Linked DNA regions of Mus musculus: all the other regions are linked to region 2. The links are chromatin contacts, called in public Hi-C and HiChIP or PLAC-seq maps. All regions are on one chromosome and are shown on one strand. The core of a region is the stretch at or near the end of the contact, and the rest is flanking DNA. Distances in the headings are between cores, read along the strand shown. Region 1 has its middle 30 kb from the start of Gm31552. Region 2 has its middle 75 kb from the start of Gm31610. Region 3 overlaps Tbl1xr1 (transducin (beta)-like 1X-linked receptor 1). Region 4 overlaps Tbl1xr1 (transducin (beta)-like 1X-linked receptor 1).

Region 1 (2,746 bases), core at 98-2,597, 770 kb after region 2:
GGTTATGGGAAGAAAATAGTCTGGTGAATTATTTGGTAGAAAATATTAAAACAAAGAGAATCATTTGCCAGTACTACAATGACACATCTGTGTAGTCATTTAATTAATAAATGCCTGCTTCCTATGGCACAGACACTTTTCTAAATACTGGAGTCTATAAAAGGTTTAGTAAGACAAGATCATTTTACTTAAAGAGTCTGGAGTCTAGTCAGATGGGGTATCTCATTAATAATGCAAGGCAGATTATTCCAATACCATTAGAAAAGCAGATAATTTAATCTGAGAGCAGAGACTAAGCAATACTTTTAGGACCCAAGCACAGGGGAAATTCACTGTGGCTCCAGTCATTTAAAATTTACTTCAAAAAGAGCTGTAATATCTGAGCATACAAATGCATAGAGCACAACATTCCATGTAAATAAAAGCCAGTGAGCAGTCAAGAAAGCCTAAAGGACCTTGAAAAGCAAATAAGTAATTTGAGTTCTAAGGCAGGGCAGAGGAGAGGGCTGCATCTTTGGTTTTCACTGGTAGATCCCCTAGTAGAGTGTTTATCACCTGACAAGTTCTTAATATTTTAAAAACAAATTAATGAGGAGTTAGTTGTAGTGAATATACAGTTTTTAACAATTGATTACTAACCAAAGAATATACTACTGGGGTTATGGGCATAGTTCTGTGGTAGAATATTTTTCTAGCATGTCTAGATCCTGGGTTCAAGCCTGAGACATGGTATAAAACCAAAATGATAATTTGACAGCACACACACACACACACACACACACACACACACACACACACACCACTATGCAAGTATGCAGGATGTTAGGATGTTTTCGTTTTGAAATGATTCCTTGTGGCTCTTTATTGTCTGTTTCCCTAGCCATGTATGGCCAAATCCAAGTAATCAGACTCCTTCTTGTGGTAACTTTAAATGCCTGCATTAGGAACAGACATATGGTATTCTATTTTTAGAGTTTAATAGGCATGATCTTTGAGGAAAATCTTGTAATATATTCAAAAAATGTTTGACAGAATTAATGTCATCAAAGAAATCACCGAAGTACAGAGTTCAGCCTAAGTTTCACTAGAAAACTGAAGTTAGAAGAAAGGAGTAGAAAATAGAAGGTAGGGTACTTGAAAGTATTGCTGATAAAATGGAAAGAAGATGGATTAAAAATGCAAAAATCAAAAACTTAATAGTATATGCAACATAATCAAACACATAATATTTCTGTCTTGGTCTCAGGACATGAGAGTTCTTGTTGCATTCTGTTAGTTGGACATTTCCCCTTGGAAGACTCCCCCAGGGAGTGGTGGAATGTTCCTGGCATGCAGAGAGAATTTCTAGCAGTCATATTCAGTCTAAAATATCTTTGAGCCAGTTGTTACAGCTTAAGCTGAGGCTAGAGTACAGATGAGGCCAGGCGAAAGTTTGTATTTCTGTTCAAACACACACACACACACACAAATATTTTATTGCTATTTAATACTTTTAATTACTATTTAATCAAGTTAAGAAAATTATTTATACACAATCCAATGCTATTGACCAGTTTGGTATTGGTACCATCAATAGTCCCCTGGCTAACCAAATGTATTAAAGTACTTGCCCTTTTTCATCACAGTGTTTCCCCTTTCTTCCTGTATTATCTATAACATTTTCTGTTTTCCAGCATTTTATCTGAAATAACTTTTCTGTTTGCTAATATTAGTGGCTTATTTATCTACTGATTTCCTTAATTCTATTATCATTTCACAAACCAATTTTAAGTTTATAGGCTTCGTTCATATTATTGATTGGATTTTAATATCTCTTTTAATTTTAACTTTTCTAATACTAGATAGCTTCAGTATTTCTACTGATTTCTACTGATACTTATCAATGCTCTCTTTCTGATGATTATTTGTTTTTTTCTTCTTTTGGTATGGGAGTCCTGGAGTGTCACCTAGAATAAAAGAGTCTTTCCTCCAGGGGTGAAAGCTTAAAGGAGAAAGAAAGCCATACCTTTTGAATCAAGCCAGCATGGATGTCAGTCATATGGTAAACAGCCACATGGGAGGAAAGGAATCTTAGAGAAAGAATGAGAAATCCCAAGAACACAGAGCACCAACTTAGGTTATGGCCAACATCTGAAAGAAAGACAGAAGAGAAGAAAAGAAAAAAATATGCATTTTTTTTGAGTCAGGACTCAGGATGGCACATAGGCCCTGAGCGCAATGAGATGGACATGCTGGGAAGGAAAAAGGCATCATCTTTCAAAGATCTAATTATTCCTTCTGTTTCTTCAGCAAGTATGGCTTTAGGTAAACCTGCTTTCCTGAGAGGAAGACTCTCAACCAGACGATTTACATGCTTAAATCTAAAATTCCCTAAGGGAGGAGACAATAGCATATTTCAACACAAAGGTACATTCTATTGTTTTGGCTAATAGGCAATAGCTTTCCCTTAGCAGGCCTTTAATGATGTTGTAACATTTCTTCCAAGTTGGTAAAGTGATAGGATCATATATATTCACTTTTAGGACTCCCTTTTTTCTGATATAAAAATCTGAAACTACAGTTTTCTTAAAAGAAATATTTCAGAGGTATTATACCCATACAGCTTTGCGATGCTGCTCTCATTATCTCTCATTGCAAAACATTACTTGCCCGTTTTTATTCTAGTTTGATATTTTTCTCATGTTATGAAATTTATTTATATATATTGAAATTTTAAAAATACAGTTCTATACACTTATATCTGTTT
Region 2 (2,970 bases), core at 435-2,934:
TGTGCTCCAGTAAATAACATCCCATCCATACTCTTGCATAAAAATCCTGATTATACTCAGTGGATCACACACAAAAACGATGATACCTGGAGTGAATCTGATCAAATTATACTATATGCATCAGACAATCCTTAAAGGAAACCAGTGTCATTCACCTGGTTGACCTGATTCAATGCTCTTTCTCACCAGCACCTGCTTTGCTGATGACACCAGGACCCTTTCTAGGTCCTCACCACCCCACCCCACCCCTGCTGTCCTGTGTGGCTACTTGCACCCTCACAGAGTGAAACTAGGAGGTGGTTCTTTGTGAATCACTTTTCTGTGTCCTCCAGTCTGTCCTGTGGTGAGTTTCCTTGCTGGGTGTGACCTACTGACCTACTGCTTGCAGATCACTTTCCTTGAACACTCCAGGGTGTCCTGAATGAATGGGGCCCTGGGTTAGAACAAGCTGAGATGACCAGTTGTCTCACAGAGACGGTTCTGGAATTCATGGCTTATTTTCTGAAAGATAAGAAAGAACAAGTGTCTGGCTGAAGTTTCATTGTGCTGTGTGGAGATGGAGTGTCATCTGATTGCCCACTGAAGTCCAGTGTTAGTGAGAAGCATCAGACTACTCAAGGAGATGGGGGATGCTGAAGACTGCAGAAGGAAAGGACCAGTAGGAATTGGGTTGTGGAGAGCAGTCTGGGCTCTGGGGGACATGCCTGTAATAGAGCTCCACCCCTGACCTCCACATCACAGAAGCCTTTGAGTAAGGCTTTAAGTTTGCATCTGAAAATCTTTAGCTCAGTTCTTAGCTTTCTTTATCTCTTTCGAGAAATAAATTTTCTAGACCTCTGTCCTCTCATTTGTAACCAAATATATTGGGCCAAAATGCTCTTAATTCTAAAGTTCTGTGGTATGTAAGTTTTTTGAAAAGTCCATAAAAGTGACTCATTAGCTAATATAGAACTGAATTGTGTGGCCACAAAGAAAATCTTTTTGTTTGTGTTTTTGAGACAGGATTCCAGTATGGACCCCTAGCTGGGATTCACTATGTAGATCTCAAGTGAGCTGCCACTTTCCTGCCTTCTGCCTCCCACGCTCTAGGATACACAGGCATGATCACTCATGCCTGGGCAAAAATAGATTTTAAACTCTCTCTCTCTCTCTCTCTCTCTCTCTCTCTCTCTCTCTCTCTCTCTCTCTCTCTCTCTCCAAAGATAAAAACAAACCAAAAGCACAGAGTGGATTTAGACACATCCTTCCTACTCAGGCGTGTTGAGGCTGTAGCTCTGGGCACAGAGGAGTGAATAGGTCAGGGCATTTCCCTGAAGCGTGGACAGACAATCTTCCACTGCTCCCTCCCTCCATCTCCATGTTCCTTGTCAGGATCTAAAAGTCAGACTGGGAGCTCACCTTTCAGGGCTGCTTCCTACACCCAAATACTCCCTAAAACCAAGAGCCTTTCCACCCTCAGCCTTGTCAAATCTTTGGCCAATTAATTAGTCCCTAACCCATTAGACCCGAACCTCACATGATGCTTTCTTCAGACAGAGTCAGGGTTCTAAAAAACTGCCCAAGCTTGAGTCTTCCTTGTATCTCTTAGTCCCCTTTCCTTAAGGATGAGGCTGCCACTGCCCCACTGTTCTGGAAGCTCATAGTATTGGCTGCTCAATTCTTTGGAAACCCAGCACAGCTTCCCCTCCCCCCAGCTGCCTTGGCAACAAAGATGAAAAAGGTTCTCAGAACAGTCCACAGCCAAGAAGGGCTCTCTGGGAGACGCTCTTCTGACAGAACCAGGCTGTTAAGACAGAGTCTATTTTCTTCATGCTTAAAATACATTGCTGTGTGTGTGAGCTGCCTCCGGGTTTGGGTGACAAGTTCTCCTATTTTTGTCACATTGCCCTGGTTTCACTGCTCTCCCACCACCCAGTGTCCTGAGAAGTCCTTCTGAGTGACAAAATGTCCCCTTTAATAAATCAAACCGTCCATGTGGGGATCACACCACTTGAAATAAGACCCTGTGGAATGTGGGCAAGCCAAGCTGTTGCTGGCACTGCAGCAGCCCCTGAGCTGGAATCTCCAGCACACATGCTTTGATTTAATTGGCCTAATGAGTCTGGGCTGGATGTGACCACATGATCAATCAGGTTCTAGTTATGAGATGTTGAAAAATGGGATTACAGTAGAGAAAAGGCTTTTGGCAAATTGACTACAGCCAGGAAGCTGAGAAGGCTTGATTTAACAATCGAATCGTTTTCCCTTTATTTTTGTCCCATCCCTTGCATGCTGATAAATCACAACAAAACTGAGGTGGGTGCCTTACTTGTATGTATTATTCATCTTGCAAGTCCCTGCTCTGTTTTGATCTAAAAATGCTTTTGTTTTTCAAACGCAATAGGTTTTGTCTTGTGTGACACTAAAAACAAAACAAAACAAAACAAAACAACAACCTCCCCACCCCAAAAAAAAAAAAAAAACCAATGAAGGTTTGCTGTCTAGAACAATGAAATGCCCTTATTAGAATCTTGTTGTCCTTGTAATAGACTGGGGAAGGGAGATAAGTGTATTTTGTATAGACGTGTACATATATGAAATCATTAGTTTGAACACTTACCTGCAAGTTTAGTTACTTATCAACCCCAGTCATTTCATTACTGTTTATATAATGAGGCCCTTGATGGGCTAGCAAGATTCTGGCATGTGGGTCCCCTCCCCCCATGTTTTTCTGTGCTTGCTCAAGGGAGGAAGGCCTTGAGTCATTTCAGGACAGAGGCTCCTTGAGCAGACATTGTTCCACTGTGGGAAATTAAGGGAACTTGGCAAGCATGGTTGGTTTTCTTCTTGACTCGTTAGGCCTGAGGGAAACACAGGTATCAGTGGCATACGGCATTCTGCTAGTCATCTCTAAAAATCTCTACAGAGAATTTTTACTTGTTATTTAACTGATCTTTGGTCAAACTTGTAAGATTGAAACAAATTTACTCA
Region 3 (2,746 bases), core at 3-2,502, 580 kb before region 2:
TGTCACCTAAACTGAGCATCAATAAACCAGCAATAATGCCCCACCCATCTGCATGTCTAACCACTCCATCTTTCTATCTTTCCACACAACATTTCTTGGGTAAAATACTGAACCAGCCCATTCCAGTTAGTTTCCCTCTTTCCAGGGCTCTTTTCCTTCCTTGGCATCAGTGAGAATTTTCCTCACTACACCTACAGATATACTTAATGGGAGTTCTACTGGTTATCTCTCCTCAACACCCTTTAGTTTTTTATTTAACTTTTCTTTAGACTATAGATCCTTAAGGTAAATATCACTTAAATAGTTAAGTATAAAACTGTTTCTATGGCATCAAGAGCAAGTTCATCTTCAGTAAAAAGCAGACAGAGAGCCAGGAAGCAGAGGCAGGCAGATTTCTGAGTTCGAGGCCAGCGTGGTCTACAAAGTGAGTTCCAGTACAGCCAGGGCTATACAGAGAGACCCTGTCTGTCGGGGGGGGAAAAAGCAGATAGACACAGCTGTGTACAGGTAGTTTAACCTAAACGAAAGGATTTCCTAGCAACACACTGAAGGCCATATCACAATTCTAAGATGAAGGATCGTATTTGCTTATGGCCACCTAAGTGCTGTGCAGCACATTTAAAAAGCAAATCACAAAAAAGAAAAAGAAAAAAAAAGAGAAAACTTTAAACTTGTAAGACACATACTTGCAGAGAAGTTAACTAACACTACAGATGTGCTTTAATCACAGGACAAATGAGACCCAAGCTGCAAACCTGTGTCCTGCACATCATCTGCCCTTTACTTTACATTTGCTTTCTAGAGACACAGTCCTGTCTGCTCTGCAGCCCAGGTTCCAGCACTTGTGCACTATAGCACTTTAGGACTGGTTCTCCATCAGCTTCTCCTCTACCTTGGCCTTCAGTCCTCTGTCGCTGCCTCCACAAGGCACGGACATTCCGGTACTGGAAATGCACTTGCAAAGACGTTCTTCCCTCAAACCTAGCCCCACTCCTTCCTGGACTGTCCCTTGACCACTCATGGAGAGGGTGCTCCCATAGCTGTCTAGCATGCCTCCCCAGCCTTTTCTGCCATCAAGGCTTATCTGCTCGCTCAGCTTGCTATTCTTCCATAAGTAAGAATAGCACCTGGAAGATATGTAGTCCTTGGATTCACTGCTCTAACAGTACAGGTGTGGGATCTAGGCACAGACCAAACACAAGGGCTGAAGAGGCAGTGGCTGGCTGCTATTCTCATGACAGCCTTTTCACACAACTTCCAGAAGGTGGCAGGGACAGACTGACTGACATTCCACTAACAGAAACTAAAGTACACCTCATGAATTCCAAAGCTGACTTTATAGATTGTTAAGGTTCATTCAGTCTCCAAACAAAATAGCTCTGTTTTTAAGCTACTATCAGCATTTACCTAAAGTGAACAGCGCAATAATCTTAGGAAAGGCCTTTAGCATAGACACTGGGACTAAGCAAATATCTTCCAAGTAGTGCTTTTTAATGTAGTTAGGCTTTTTATTTTATTTATGAAAAAAAATAACACAATTATTTTGACTAGATCTAACAATAAATTCATTTGGCCCACTGATTCAAAAATGTGGCTCCTGCCCCAGGAAAAGTGCAAACCCAACAACCATCTAGTCTACAGGCCTTAGTTCAGTAGCCTGTGCAACAGTGTAACAAGACTGCCATGAGTTTCTATTCTCTGTGGAAATTCTGGAAGTCACATTTAGACCTGAGGAAAAATTAAAATCTTACTAGAGCTAATTGTGTTCGTTAAGATAGACATAGCTGCAGTTCACCCCAGCTCTATAAATAAAAGGTGAAAAAGATTTTATTAAATGAATTCCTAGGGAAAACGTCACAGAATTCCAAGTGGCCCTAGTACATGATTTCCAAGATGATAAATGGACCAATTCCAAATGGGGCCAATTTTAAAGGAGCTATATACTAAATCAGTTCCACCAGATCCTTCCTCATTTGCTGATTAAAAAAACAACAAGAAAAATATATCAATTATCTTCTTTGCATGTCCAGCAATCCTCCAGTGTAGAAGAAAGCCTTTGAAACAGTGTACACTATGCTGAGCTGATAGCCAGTCATACACACACATGCACACACATGGGTGCACACTCACAATTGTTCGAACCCTCCCCCAACACACACAGTGCTACAGACACACACACACACACACACACACACACACACACACACACACACACGCAGCTTACCAGACACCAAGCATACGATGAGGTGAGGGTAGCTCCCCCTGCAGGAAGATCTGAGAAGCAGCCTGGTCTCAGCTGCAGTCAGAAGCCTCCCCATCCTCTGTCCTTGCTTTCACTTCCATTGTTACTCAAGTTACTTGGGGAAACTGGAGCCAAAGGGTTGTAAATTATGACCTTACTTTTCCTAAAACTGGACAATTTTCAAGACCACACATCCATACAAAGATACTTAAGCACCCAGTAACAACCTTCAGCTGAGTTAGTCTCATTGTGCATGATGCAACTGTACCTTCCATTAAACAAAAAAATAAACCACCATGCAGAAATACAGCAAAAGGTTACCAATGATTTCAAAATTCATCAGCTCAAATTCAATTGCAGCACAGTTTCTAAATTAAAGAGTGAGTCAAGTTTGTTATTAGTTACCTCTCAGCATTTGGGAGGTAGGATCGGGAGGATCATGAGTTCAAGGCTGGCCCCATCACATGAGACCCTGTCAAAACAAAATTAACAAGGCCAAAGTTT
Region 4 (2,989 bases), core at 13-2,512, 530 kb before region 2:
GCAAGGACAGCAGCGGTTTCCAGACATCTCCTAAGAAGTTTCCAGCCAACAGATTACCATAAGGGTCACTGACCCTGGAAGTTACTAATGTGCTTTAAACCAGACCTGCAAGGTTCCGGTATTGGGAAACCCCAGCATGTTGGACTTCTACAAAATAAAACACTCTGTGTTTACATACTATTTGAGTCCAGGGTATCATTCTTTAGCGAATATGGAACCTTACACAACTTTAAAACAAACATTACCAAAATCAATGATCCAAATTAAGACACTAATAAAAATTTTAGTGGCTAACTTCTCATGAGAAAAATGTTTAATTTCAGGTAGAAAAACAAAAACCAGACTGTTTGAGACTGCTGAACAAGACTTGAGCAGAATCCAATCCCAGGGGTACCAATGCAGTAAAAGACAAAAAGCCTGGAGCCCTTAGAGTACTCCCAATACAAGGGAGGCAGAAGCTGAGGCAGGGGCATAAATGCAAGTGTGAGGGCAAACTAGTCTTCATATCGTTTTCCAGGCCAGCAGGACTATAGTGTGGGGCACTCTCCTAAAAAGGCAAAATGGGGTGAAAGGGGAGACACTGAAAAGCTGGTCGGCCAAACATCCCTGAAGAGTAAGCAAGAACTCAGTAGCCTCCTGAGCTGCTCCGGTTCATGAGCTCTACTGTTGCTGCTCAGGCAAAACAAGAACCAGGAGGACAGGGTGCAGAAGCCAGAGCAGCTGTCTTGTTACAGCCACTCAACTTCCCTGTTTTCCACACCCTGAGCCATTCTTTTGAGCTTGTCCTCAAATTTCCACGCTACTTAAACCCATGAGATATATGTGGTATTTTGCAAGGAATGGAAGTCAGTAAATTAAATGATTCCAAACTTTCCTTTATTCCTGAACTCAGCAGCTTTCATTCCACTATCCACACTGACACTTGAGCCCTCCTCAGGCAGCTTCAAACCACAGCCAGTACGTAACACCATGTACACAGGTGTCATGTCCTACGTGCATGTGGGCAGAGTGCCACTGTGCACAAGTGCAGGTCAGAGGACAGCTTCACCAAGTCCTTTCTCTCATTCCAACATGGCATTCTTATGGACTCAGACTATGAGTCTTGGAGGAAAGCGACCTTACCTCACTGGCCGACGTCATGTTTGCTTAAAGTTAATAGTAAACTACTTGGGGGGGGGGGGGAACACCGCACTTCTCAACTTGTAGAAATCATCTATGCCACTTTGTCAAAACAAAGGGAGCAACCTACCAGGGTACCCATCCAGAAGTCTGAGTCATTTGACAAACACAAAAAAGATAAAGGAGCCATGAAGCTCGCCAGCCTGTGCTGCACAAGAGCTGACCCAAAAAGCAAAGAGATTGAGAATTAACAAGTTCAAAAACACATCCACAAGCAAGCAGAGTGCAGCCTCAGGGGTCAAGTTACACACCCAAAGGGACAGGAGGCTACAAGAGGAAGAGCCCAAAGGAACAAATTCCTCCTGACTGCCACACAGAGCAACACCAGGGCAAAGTGCCAGAACACACTTCTCAGTGCAATTTCCTTCCTAATTAAAATTTACTGGTGAATTTTTAATTCTTTGAAAATATCAGTGAAGTACTGTGGCAATCACTTTAGTTCATTTGTAAACTAGAAACCCTGTTTCTCAAATGCAGATCTGGTTCTGAAGAAATAATCAAAACATTCCTTTCTGACGATTATTTGAAAACACCAGATCTTGACAGCTCAGTTAACTTCTACACATCCCTCTACTCCACACATCTCCAGTAGTTTTGGATTATCTAGGAAGTATGCATCAGTAGCTAAGGTCATGTCCAGCTCACAAGCGTGAGAGCCACTTCTATTTCTTTCTCCCAACTCTAACCCTCTCTTTCCTCTTCCATCTGTTTTGTTTCCACTCAGAACCATGAAATGAAAGAGCTCTGCCATCAGTCAACATTCAACACAGACCCAAAATGAAAGTGAAGTTCCTTCCATGACACAGCAAGTGACTTCAAAAGTCAGCAGGAGACAGAATGCATGACTTGTGCACTGCATAGCCTCAAAGCCTTACACGTGCACCGCAGTGAAAGGAAAGACCACCTGAGGTATATGGTGGACCAAGAGCTCACATAAGACCAGAACCAAAGAGAAATGGTTTAGTGAGGATCCAGATTACAAAGAACAGGGAGTCAAGAACCAACACAGAAGACCAGACAATGATTCAATCAGCTATAACTAGTAACCTCAGATCCAAGTCTTCTTTACCCTGGTTTTGGGAATATTCCTGGTTTTAACAGCATATCTGAGCTGTTCCAACCTCCCATCCCACACCCCAAAAAAAAAGATTCCATAGGTGGCCCTACCTTCAAAACAGGACACCCAAGCAGAACCTGATAATCTTATACTTTGAACACCATGAGTCAGAGGAGCAAGGAAGTGCTAGACCAACCTCTTTTCTGGGCCTATATGACCTTCAAAGAGACAAGGTTCTGGAAGGACCAGAAATACTCACTTCATTTAGAAAGCCTCACCAATTCAGTATGAGCAGAGTCTGCAGTTTGAACTTGATCAGGGGCTCCAAGGGAAACACTTGTAAGACAGGCGTCCTCAGGAAGGCCCTACCTGGTTACAAATAAACAATTAAATCAACGACATGTCTGCAGACATCTATCTGGTCTAGAAACAAGTGATGGCTCACAGACCCAAAACAAGGCTTTCAGAGAAAGCCAGGCACAATGACTCCCCTATGATGCCAGCACTCAGGAGGCTGAGGAGGGAAGAGGATCCGCTCAGGACTATCCTGGGCTACATAAGAAAGTCAATGGCGTGGAACAATAAATATGACCATAATTGGTTTGTCTGTGTTCTATCATCCAGAAAATCAATTTTCTTCCTATTCTGAATACTGATTCTAAACTCATAAACATAGAAAATTATATCTCTATATTACCTCAAATCCACAGTTCCCAAGTTCACTGAATAATAAAATACTGCCAAATAGTATAA

The links. A called contact is a pair of places that touch in the nucleus more often than the background predicts. HiChIP or PLAC-seq counts read pairs in DNA pulled down with a chosen protein or histone mark.
Region 1: a Hi-C map of myocytes shows a contact between it and region 2, with 4 times the contacts expected there. The contact joins two enhancer-like sites.
Region 3: a contact with region 2 is called in an H3K27ac HiChIP or PLAC-seq map of heart atrium, with 7 times the contacts expected there. The contact joins two enhancer-like sites. A contact is called at or near these places in 1 of 484 Hi-C or Micro-C datasets (embryonic fibroblasts) and 3 of 115 datasets of contacts at active chromatin or transcription factors (astrocytes, cardiomyocytes and heart atrium).
Region 4: a contact with region 2 is called in an H3K27ac HiChIP or PLAC-seq map of heart atrium, with 6 read pairs. The contact joins two enhancer-like sites. A contact is called at or near these places in 2 of 484 Hi-C or Micro-C datasets (cortical neurons and embryonic fibroblasts), 2 of 115 datasets of contacts at active chromatin or transcription factors (embryonic basal ganglia and heart atrium) and 1 of 9 other capture datasets (embryonic stem cells).

What each region holds. Positions count from the first base shown.
Region 1 is chr3:20,791,297-20,794,042 of GRCm38.p6, reverse strand. No RefSeq gene overlaps it. Among named protein-coding and RNA genes, the nearest start is that of Gm31552, 30 kb to the left of the region's middle. Within about 2 kb of position 1,347, at least 10 of the 459 cell types and tissues checked have an H3K27ac peak or open chromatin away from gene starts, as enhancers often do. A contact at or near this core is called in myocytes, where this site is marked.
Region 2 is chr3:21,563,400-21,566,369 of GRCm38.p6, reverse strand. No RefSeq gene overlaps it. Among named protein-coding and RNA genes, the nearest start is that of Gm31610, 75 kb to the right of the region's middle. Within about 2 kb of position 1,684, at least 151 of the 459 cell types and tissues checked have an H3K27ac peak or open chromatin away from gene starts, as enhancers often do. A contact at or near this core is called in heart atrium and myocytes, where this site is marked.
Region 3 is chr3:22,142,972-22,145,717 of GRCm38.p6, reverse strand. The region is part of intron 1 of Tbl1xr1 (transducin (beta)-like 1X-linked receptor 1); the gene reads right to left. Among named protein-coding and RNA genes, the nearest start is that of Tbl1xr1, 68 kb to the right of the region's middle. Within about 2 kb of position 1,252, at least 11 of the 459 cell types and tissues checked have an H3K27ac peak or open chromatin away from gene starts, as enhancers often do. A contact at or near this core is called in heart atrium, where this site is marked.
Region 4 is chr3:22,089,029-22,092,017 of GRCm38.p6, reverse strand. All of the region lies in intron 1 of Tbl1xr1 (transducin (beta)-like 1X-linked receptor 1), which reads right to left. Among named protein-coding and RNA genes, the nearest start is that of Tbl1xr1, 14 kb to the right of the region's middle. Within about 2 kb of position 1,262, at least 133 of the 459 cell types and tissues checked have an H3K27ac peak or open chromatin away from gene starts, as enhancers often do. A contact at or near this core is called in heart atrium, where this site is marked.